Linked DNA regions of Capra hircus: region 1 is linked to region 2. Evidence: chromatin contacts called from public Hi-C data. All regions are on one chromosome and are shown on one strand. The core of a region is the stretch at or near the end of the contact, and the rest is flanking DNA. Distances in the headings are between cores, read along the strand shown. Region 1 overlaps LPIN1 (phosphatidate phosphatase LPIN1). Region 2 overlaps LPIN1 (phosphatidate phosphatase LPIN1).

Evidence for each region. Hi-C and Micro-C count contacts between places; a contact is called where the count stands out from the background.
Region 1: a contact with region 2 is called in a Hi-C map of blood, with 9 times the contacts expected there. The contact joins two enhancer-like sites. A contact is called at or near these places in 4 of 5 Hi-C or Micro-C datasets (blood and liver).

What each region holds. Positions count from the first base shown.
Region 1 is chr11:85,774,647-85,779,055 of ARS1.2, reverse strand. The region is part of intron 1 of LPIN1 (phosphatidate phosphatase LPIN1); the gene reads left to right. Among named protein-coding and RNA genes, the nearest start is that of LPIN1, 24 kb to the left of the region's middle. Within about 2 kb of position 2,350, at least 1 of the 5 cell types and tissues checked has an H3K27ac peak or open chromatin away from gene starts, as enhancers often do.
Region 2 is chr11:85,704,058-85,708,604 of ARS1.2, reverse strand. LPIN1 (phosphatidate phosphatase LPIN1) reads left to right here. Exons shown (of 22, transcript XM_005686993.3): 9 at 653-971; 10 at 1,974-2,067; 11 at 2,738-2,928; 12 at 3,930-4,023. Among named protein-coding and RNA genes, the nearest start is that of LPIN1, 94 kb to the left of the region's middle. Within about 2 kb of position 3,059, at least 2 of the 5 cell types and tissues checked have an H3K27ac peak or open chromatin away from gene starts, as enhancers often do.

The sequences.
Region 1 (4,409 bases), core at 1,101-3,600, 71 kb before region 2:
CCAGGCCAGGAGCAAGCCCCTCTCCAGGGTCCAGTCCACCCCCAGGGGGAGGGTTATCATGTTTCTCTCAGCTTTGAGTGATATCCCAGCCTGGAAGCGCCCAGCTTTGCCTGCAGTCCTGGCCAGGGTGTAGGCAGCTGGATGGTCAGAGTGCATCACTGTGTCCAGCACTTAAACAACTGAGCTGTCAGTTTCTCTTGAGCAACAGTCTTTCCATCCAATGCCCACCTCCCTGCACGCGTGTGTGTTAAGTCGCTTCAGTCCTATTCCTTTTGACCTCGTGTACTGTAGCGTGCCAGGCCGCTCTGTCTATGGAGTTCTCCAGCCAAGAATACTAGAGTGGGTTGACATGCCCTCCTCCAGGGGTTCTTCCTGACCCAGGGATCGAACCTGCATCTCTAATGTACCCTGCGTTGGCAGGCGGATTCTTTACCACAAGCGCCACCTGGGAAGCCCACCCACCTCCCCCTGCAGGTCCCAGGTGCACAGGGATGTGGAAGTCTGTCTTCTGGGTCAGTTCGGTGCCTGGTGCTCTGGGACGGGGCTGGAGGCAGGGCCGGAGTCCTTGGGGCACAGCGTGTCCTGCCCTGTCCTGATTCTTCTGCCGTCACCTCCTCTTGTCCGCTGCCCATGCCCCAGCCTGGCAGGGGGCCAGCAGTCTCAGGAGACCAGATGCTTTCGTAGAAGGAACTCAGTGTACGCAGGGTCAAGAGGCTTTCTCCGGGTTCTTTATGTAAACGTCCTCCCCGGAATCAGCGCTGCTGTGACTGGCTCCCACCTCTCCCGCCCCTTCTAGGAACAGCAAGAACAGAGTCATGTGGATCTAATGTCTTCAGAGGCAGCAGTTGCTTCACCTTCTTGGTGGTTGTTTCTGCACAGAAACCCGCCCACTTTTGAACTGGTGGATCAGGTTCTGATTCTTTTCCCCCAAACATGCCCTCTGACCTTACTCTCCACCATTCCCCTCCTCCCATTATAAACTGTTTTTCCCACAGAGCAACTGAATTTGCTGAGTGTATTTAATCTGTGGACACTGTGGGTAAAAGGTTTGCTCTGTTTATTCTCTCTAAAGGCTGTTTGTATCTTAAAAGATGAGCTTATTAATTCAGACAAATATTCGAATTGGCAGGACTGTATTATTGTGTCTCTTTAAAAAAAAAGTATATCTACATAAAACCTTTCTAAGGGGCACTTGCTTGCTGAGGCCAAGTCATGATTTGTAGTGGAAAAGAATAAAGTGTGTTATAAGTTGACTTGTGCTCTGCTTTGGGAGAACTAACAAAGTTTGACTTCATGGGCCTTGCGATTTCCAATCCTTTGGGGAAACCCTGCCAGGGTTGGATGTCACCTCACACTCCACCACCTCCGTGACTTGAGGGGTCTGAGTTGCTGGAGGATGTTCAGGGGAAAGATGATAAAACAGAGAATATAGAAACTGAAGTTCCACACTGCTTCCCCATGGCCATGGGTCATGAGCTTTGACATATGAAATGCAAAGCCTTTGAGAAATCGCTCTCTACTGTGTTGAGAAACTATAAGTGCTATTAATATAAATATGGTCTGTGTGCCAGCTGACCACACCTGTGGTTACATCATTCACTCATTCTCTCATTCAGACATTCAACATAATGGTCATTGAGTGGCCACATGTACTGAGCTCTAAACAGAAAGAAGAGTAAGCTGGTGGCTGGTCTTAGGGAGCTCCCAGTCCAGTGGGGGACAGGCAGGCAAGGCAAGTTGAGAGGTGTGGTGTTAAGAACACGGGGTTAGGGAAATGCTGACGTGGAAACGATTGATGGCACCTGCAGGAGCTGGGTCAGGCAGCACAAGACAGATGGAGGGTGAGTAGGCAGGGGGTCAGTTGGACAGAATGATCTAGGGCAGAAAGAGCCTGTCGGCTGTGTGGCCTTGGGAAAATCCGTCAGCCTTTCTGAAACTTGGCTTCTCCAATAAAAACCAGGATGGTGATACCCACAACACTTAGAGAGGAATGATGAGAATTTGAATGTAGGAAGCACCTGGTGCAGCACGGGACACACAGTACGTGTGTGTTATGATTGCACTCTAATCTCTGAATCACTCAAGCAATCAAGGCTTAGTCACCTTCGCAATTGTCCTAATGATGAACTCAGTACCTAGACAGGGCAGGGCAGGTAGGAAATAATTAGTGACCAGACGTGACTAATCTTGTGCTCGCCAGTTTCTCTGCTCTGAACTGCAACAGCGCTCTTCTAGAGAAGGAAATGGTAACCCACTCCAGTATTCTTGCCTAGAGTATCCTGTGGACAGAGGAGCCTGGTGGGCTGCCATCTATGGGGTTGCAGAGAGTTGGACATGACTGAAGTGACTTAGCAGCAGCAGCCAACAGCACTTAAGCTTATTCACAGCCCCTGGCAGAGGAGACAGGCACAGTGGACTCAGCACCAGTGAGAAGCTTCACCGGACCTTAATTCTGCCATTGAATTACACGTACTGGTCACCATCATAATAATATGACATTTATTGAATGTGTGCTATGAAGCTGTTTTGGGGCTAAGTGCTTTAAGTTCATTTACATTCAATCCTTATCATAACAATGTAGTTTCAGCCCCATTTTACAGGTGAAAAAGTTGAAGCACAGAAAAGTTAAGGGACTAGATCAAGGTCACACAGATAGTCTGTGATGGATCTAGGATTTAAGCTGGTCGGATTCTAGAATCTGTTTTAGTCACCCTGTAAAAAAATACTTGACATGCTAATCGGTGTATCCAAGGCTGATGTGTCCCTTCTGGTTGGTTGGATGTCTCTTTGGTTTGGGCAGTGGCTGTACTAAAACTGTTTCTCAACTATTTTGTATAATCTCCCTGGTTCAGTCTCGTACCTCATCGCCATAGCACAGACAGACGAGTTCTGTTTTCATTCATTTTTACCACCCTCCCTCCCTCCGTCCTAGGCTTCCCTGGTGGCTCAGCTGGTAAAGAATCCGCCCGCAATGTGGAGACCTGGGTTTGATCCTTGGGTTGGGAAGTTCCCCTGGAGAAGGGAAAGGCTACCCATTCCCGTATTCTGGCCTGGAGAATTCCATGGACTGTACAGTCCCTGGGGTCGCAAAGAGTCAGACATGACTGAGTGACTTTCACTTCACTCCCTCTGTCCCAGACTTCCTGTGGCTCCTTCCACTAGTCTCCCCATTCAGACTTGAATTGCTGCCTTGCCTTCCCTGGGGGATGGTATGATAGGAAACGTGGCTGACTGGCCCCCAGGGTTGGAGACCACACCTGTTATTTCTGCCCCAGGATGTCCCCTGAATGAGTTACTGAACACACAGGTATCATCATCTGCTCAGTGAAAAGGGATTTCAAGGTTGTGTGGTTTGGGGAAATGCTGCCTTTTATTTTCCCTTTAGGAGACGGACAGCATTCAATGAGGTGGTAAGGGTGCTAAGAAGCTATGCTGGAATAAATCTTTATCTCTGTTTTATCTGATGTTTCCAGATTTATCTGCCCCACCTCAGAACTGGTTTTTGCATGGGCTTCCCTGGTGGCTCAGACAGTAAAGTATATGCCTGCAATGCAGGAGACCCAGGTACTGTCTCTGGGTTGGGAAGATCCCCTGGAGAAAGGAATGGCAACCCACTCCAGTATTCTTGTCTGGAGAATTCCTCGGACAGAGGAGCCTGGCCGGCTACAGTCCACAGGTTCACAGAGAGTCGGACACAATTAAGCAACCTTCACTTTTCACTTTCTGGCCAACCCAGGAGAAATCCTTGGGGAAGACTGTCATGTGTGTGGGGTAGAGTGGGGAGGCTTGGCTCGGAGCTGCTGCTCATGGGCTGGATTGAGAGCTCTCACTGGGCTTCAGGTGCCCCAGGAGCCCAGAGGCACTACCTTGAGAGCCCTGGGCTCTCAGCTTGGCCTGATCCTTTCCAGGTCCCTAGATACCTGGTGTTGCCCCAGGCTTTGTACCAAGTCTTGCTTCTCTCTGGATCCCTGGCTCCTGGCATAGTACATGGCAAACAGTGGGTGCTCCATAATTGCCTGTATTGAATGAATTCTCCATTAGAACCAGCTAATTAGAGGTTATGTCCTTCTTCTCCATCAAACCTTATCCTTGGATAGACACACACGTGTGTGTGTTGATAGGTCTGTGTGGGCCCTTCTCAAAAATAGGCAAGGAGGCGTGTTTGCACTGGGACTGGATTCCACACGAGAGAGTTATCCTCATCGTTTTGCCACAGATACACACATGCAGACACACAGAAACTAAGAAGACACACAGGTAAACACACAGAAGCACAAACTGGGTTCGGTTCAGTTCAGTCGTTCAGTCGTGTCATGGACTGCAGCACGCCAGGCCTCCCTGTCCATCACCAGCTCCTGGAGTTCACGCAAACTCATGTGCATCAAGTTGGTGATGCCATCCAACCACCT
Region 2 (4,547 bases), core at 1,810-4,309:
TCCCACTCATGGGAACCAGCCACCAAGTCTGCCCTTGTTCACTCACGTTTTGGGGGTGGACTTCATTGAACTGTACCACACATGCAGAGAAACACCCAGATCCTGAGTGCCAAGACTGAAACATCTTCACTTCACACACTTCACACAGGTGAATGTGTCCACGTGACCTGCATCCAGACCAGGACTAAATCAGACCTTGGAAGCCCCCCGACCCTTTGCAATTACTGTTCTGACGCCTCCCCCCCAATAATGATAAACCCAATCTTGGCTTTAATAGCAGAGTTTAGTTTTGCAAGGCTCGTCCTGTTACCATGTGTCATAATTCACTTTCAGCACCTTGATCGCCCTGTGGTGTGAATACATTCCCCTTTCTCCTGCTGGAAATTTGTGTTAGGTTGGTGGTCTCATTCACTCACTTACTCACTCACTCCCATTTGGCAGTTAATGTTTTATATGAAAGTTCATTTGCTTTGGAAATACTATCGTTGGTTTCCAGACTTTTCAGCAAGTGTGGGAGTCACCAGGTGCGCCATCCCCTCCCACCCGCCAAGGCTTCACTGTGTCCTTTACAGTTGTGCCTGCCCAGGGCCCTTTGGTTGACTCGACTCTTTGCTGACCTCTCTCTCTCTCCCTCCCTGCCCCTTTGATCCAGTCCTCGCCACATAAGATGAAAGAGTCCAGCCCGTTGAACAGCAGGAAAATCTGTGATAAAATGCACTTCCAAGCCATCCACAGTGAATCTTCAGATGCATTTAGTGACCAGTCACCAACACTGGTCAGGGCGTCTCCGGTGCAGCCACTGCTGGAGCAGAACAAGCCGCAGACAGAGATACAGTTTGTGAACGAAGACGACATTGAGGCTTTGGGAGCAGCAGCCCCCCCTTTACCCACGATCGAGGAGCCCAAAGCCCCTTCTGCCCACACTGCCCCAGTAGCTGCGAGCAAGACGGACTCGCCTTCCAGGAAAAAGGGTGAGAAAGCCGACGCTTCCCAGTGCCTTCCTGTGCGCTGGGGGCTCTGCCCACCACAGCCTCTTCCCCCAGCCAAAGTTCAAGATTCTTCAGAGGGGAGACAGGACATCTCTCTTGTTCAGTCCCTTGCCCTTTTGCTGGATATGTGTTTTCTCAGAATTGAGTTGTAGAAAATCTGACCTGAAGGAGGCCTCAGGGATGGTGCAGTGATCCACCCCCACAGCCCTCCACTGGACAGGTCAGGGATGCTGGGGTCCCCCACGCTGGGACTGCACCAGACACTGATGATGAAGCTAGTCTGCACCCCGCTTTCCTTGCCCCTGGTTTCCCTCTAGTGCATTGCCCTGTGTTAATTTCTGCATACCGTGTGTCACTGTTTCAAGTGATTACTTGTTTGTTTTTTTGCCTGACTTCCGTACTAGAACATACGTGCTCTGTGAGGTCAAGAATATTTCTGTCCTTTTACCTGTTTCCCTGGTGTTTCGTATAGTGGTTGGCGCATGGTGGGGGCTCCATACATGTAGTCAAAGGCCCACCTGGCTGCCTGTCCAGACCAATGCCATGAGGCCTCATCTGTTAGCCGCGTGGCTTTGTGCGCGGTGGTTCTAGTCTGTATGAACCGATGATGTAATTCTTTGGCCACAGTAAACTGGAAGGCTGCAGTCCTGGTGCTAGGGGCCAACGATGTACCATTCAGGAGGCTTCAGAGTACTGATGGGGAAGTGCTCAGTGAAAGCTTTGCAGTTTAGTGATAATAATAACAAAACCCATACTGATAATAATAAAAATACCCATCACTGTGTCAGTGTGCTGAGTGCTTAGTACCTCTCAGGCCCCTCCCAGCTGGGGAGCTGAGGCTCACTGAAGCTACCCGACTCACTCAGTGGACCCTTCTGAGCAGATCTGCACACGGTGCTCAAGTGCTCTTTCTAGAGAGGCTCGGAAGTCTGTGAGGTTGCATCTGAAGAACGGTGCTCTGACCTGACCCGTGTGCCTTTTCAGACAAACGAAGCCGACACCTGGGGGCTGACGGCGTCTACTTAGATGACCTCACAGACATGGATCCCGAAGTCGCCGCCCTGTATTTCCCCAAAAAGTAAGAGCCCTTTTTATGCTTCCTATGTTTTGTATATGTTAACCTGGGAGCCGCTTTTTCCTTATATTTGATTAGAAAGTGAGTGAGAAAAAGCTTCAGGAGTTCCACGTTTTACCATGAGGAGCAACCGGTCAAAGCATGGACCCTGTGTAGACGTGAGGGCATGGCTGTCCCCCTCTCCTGGGATGGCTTTTGAGCCGGGGACACAGGTTCGAGGCCATCTCCCCAGGTACACCAAGGTGATGTTGCAGTGGTCAGTGATCCTCATCCCAGATCAGCTATGCACAGCCCTGCCCCTCCCCAGGGCAAGTCCCCTGGGGCCTTGGGGGCCCTGTGGTCTGGGATTCCCATCATTTGTGGGGAGTCCTGGCTCCGGAGAGGGCGTGACAGGATGGTGGCCTCTTGGGAGGGCATGCTCTCTATTCCGTCAATTCCAGTGCATTTGGGAGAGAAACGCAGGGAGGCGTAGGGGTTTAAAAATGGTTATTTCTCCTCCTAAGGTCATTCATGTAGCTCGTGTGCCTGCCATGGCGCCTTAAGTGAGGGTCTGCTGGGATGACATCGTTTGTCCCTCTCACTGCCGGGGTCACCTGACATCTGAGTGAGACATCTCCCGCCCCCCAGGCGCGGCAAGTCCTCCTCACAGCCCCTCCCTCTCCTCTCCTTCCAGCGGAGACCCTTCTGGCCTCACGAAACCCGCCAGCGACAACGGAGCCCGCTCCGCCAACCAGTCCCCTCAGTCCGTGGGCAGCTCTGGCGTCGACAGCGGCGTGGAGAGCACGTCGGACGGCCTGAGGGACCTGCCGTCCATCGCCATCTCCCTGTGCGGGGGCCTCAGCGACAACCGGGAGATCACCAAAGGTACCGCGCGGCCGCCGCCGTCTTTGAGCCGGCAGCGCCCCCTGGTGGCCGCCGGCTGGACCGGCCCGAAGCCCCGGGCTCATGAAGGAGCGCACGTGACTCACTGTGGCTCAGGACCCAAATGTTGCTGCTCGGCGGCGGCTGGCTGACTGACCGCAGTGTTCTGCAGGGCACACACACAGGCGCCCCAGGCGACAACAAGGCCACTGGGTCACTGGTCGTTAGGCGTGTTTGAGCACAGCTTGTGCCCGTCCTGCAGTGGGGTGGGGCCCCGGGGTGGTGGGAACGTCAACAGTGGGAAAAGAGTGTTAGCAAGTGTACAGAAACGCTGGAGGAAGGAGGGGTGTCTGAGCGAGCCCTGGACCCTTCCTGGCTGTGTCAGAAGGGTGTCTCAGGGTTGGCTTAGGTGATCTGAGCTAAATCATAGCCCCCACCCTATTTTTATCCCTAGTTTCCCAGGATCTCATGCTATTTACATGGTGAGGTGGCCCCGAGACCTCCAGAGAGTGCAGTCAGCCACTGCAGCTGATGACCCCTGGACCAGGTGGCCCTAGGTGTCCCCACCTGCCCTAGGCAGGTCACTGAGCTTTCATTCATGACTTTGTCCATCCTTATGACCACTGGTGAGGAGGTGGGTGTGGAAGGTCACACCAATGACTGTGACTCACACCCAGGTGACCATACCTTGAGCTCCAGTGGTCTGCTTCTGCAGGGGCCTGTGTTTATGGTGTTTCCTACACGCCTGCTCCCATGTAAACACATGTGCCCTGATTAAGGATGCACTTGTCCCCCATCCTCTGGCTGCCCCCATCTCTCTTCATTTATGCACAGACACAACCCCCAAAACTAACTGAAGGCCCCTTGGCAAATAGATTTGATAGGATTGTCTGCATAGCTGGATGGCATAAACTCTCAGAAGATACTTGTGAGGGAGTGAAAACAGGCATGGTGTTTGTACTAAATCTTCTTTGTATTCCCCCCGCCTCCCTTTGCCTTCACAGATGCATTTTTGGAACAGGCCGTGTCATATCAGCAGTTTGCGGACAACCCTGCCCTCATTGATGACCCCAATCTCGTGGTGAAGATCGGAAATAAGTAAGTTCCTCCCGAAAGTCATTTCAGCCGTTGTGTGATACCCGTTCAGCTTCAGCTTCTCAGTAACCCTTAGAAATGTATAAACTTAAGTCTTTGTTAAAATCTATTATTGTCTCTTCACTGTTGGCAAAATGCTGCATCGCTTATATGGTTAGAACGTTGATGTAACTGGATCCTGTGGGGCTTGCATTCAGCTGCACCAGATTTTACAGTGGGACGTGTGACGTCACAGCCCTGGCCTCTATCACAAGATAGACCGGGCACCCACTCCTTGAAAGCTTTGTTGTCTGGGGTCAGAGAATGTGCATGTATTTTTACAGGCTGCTGGCAAACTTTTCCCCATTAGAGGAAGCCACAGATGTTTACATGTTAACTGAGGGTCTTCGTTTCCTTTTCCCTGAAGTGTAGGCCAGAAATGTTCCAGCGCATCAGTGGCTTGACTCCCAGTGGGGCGTGGGCTGCTCTCAGCTGGCCGCTGGCTCACCTGCCATGTCGTTTGTCTTGTTGCCACAGTGGCCGCTGGG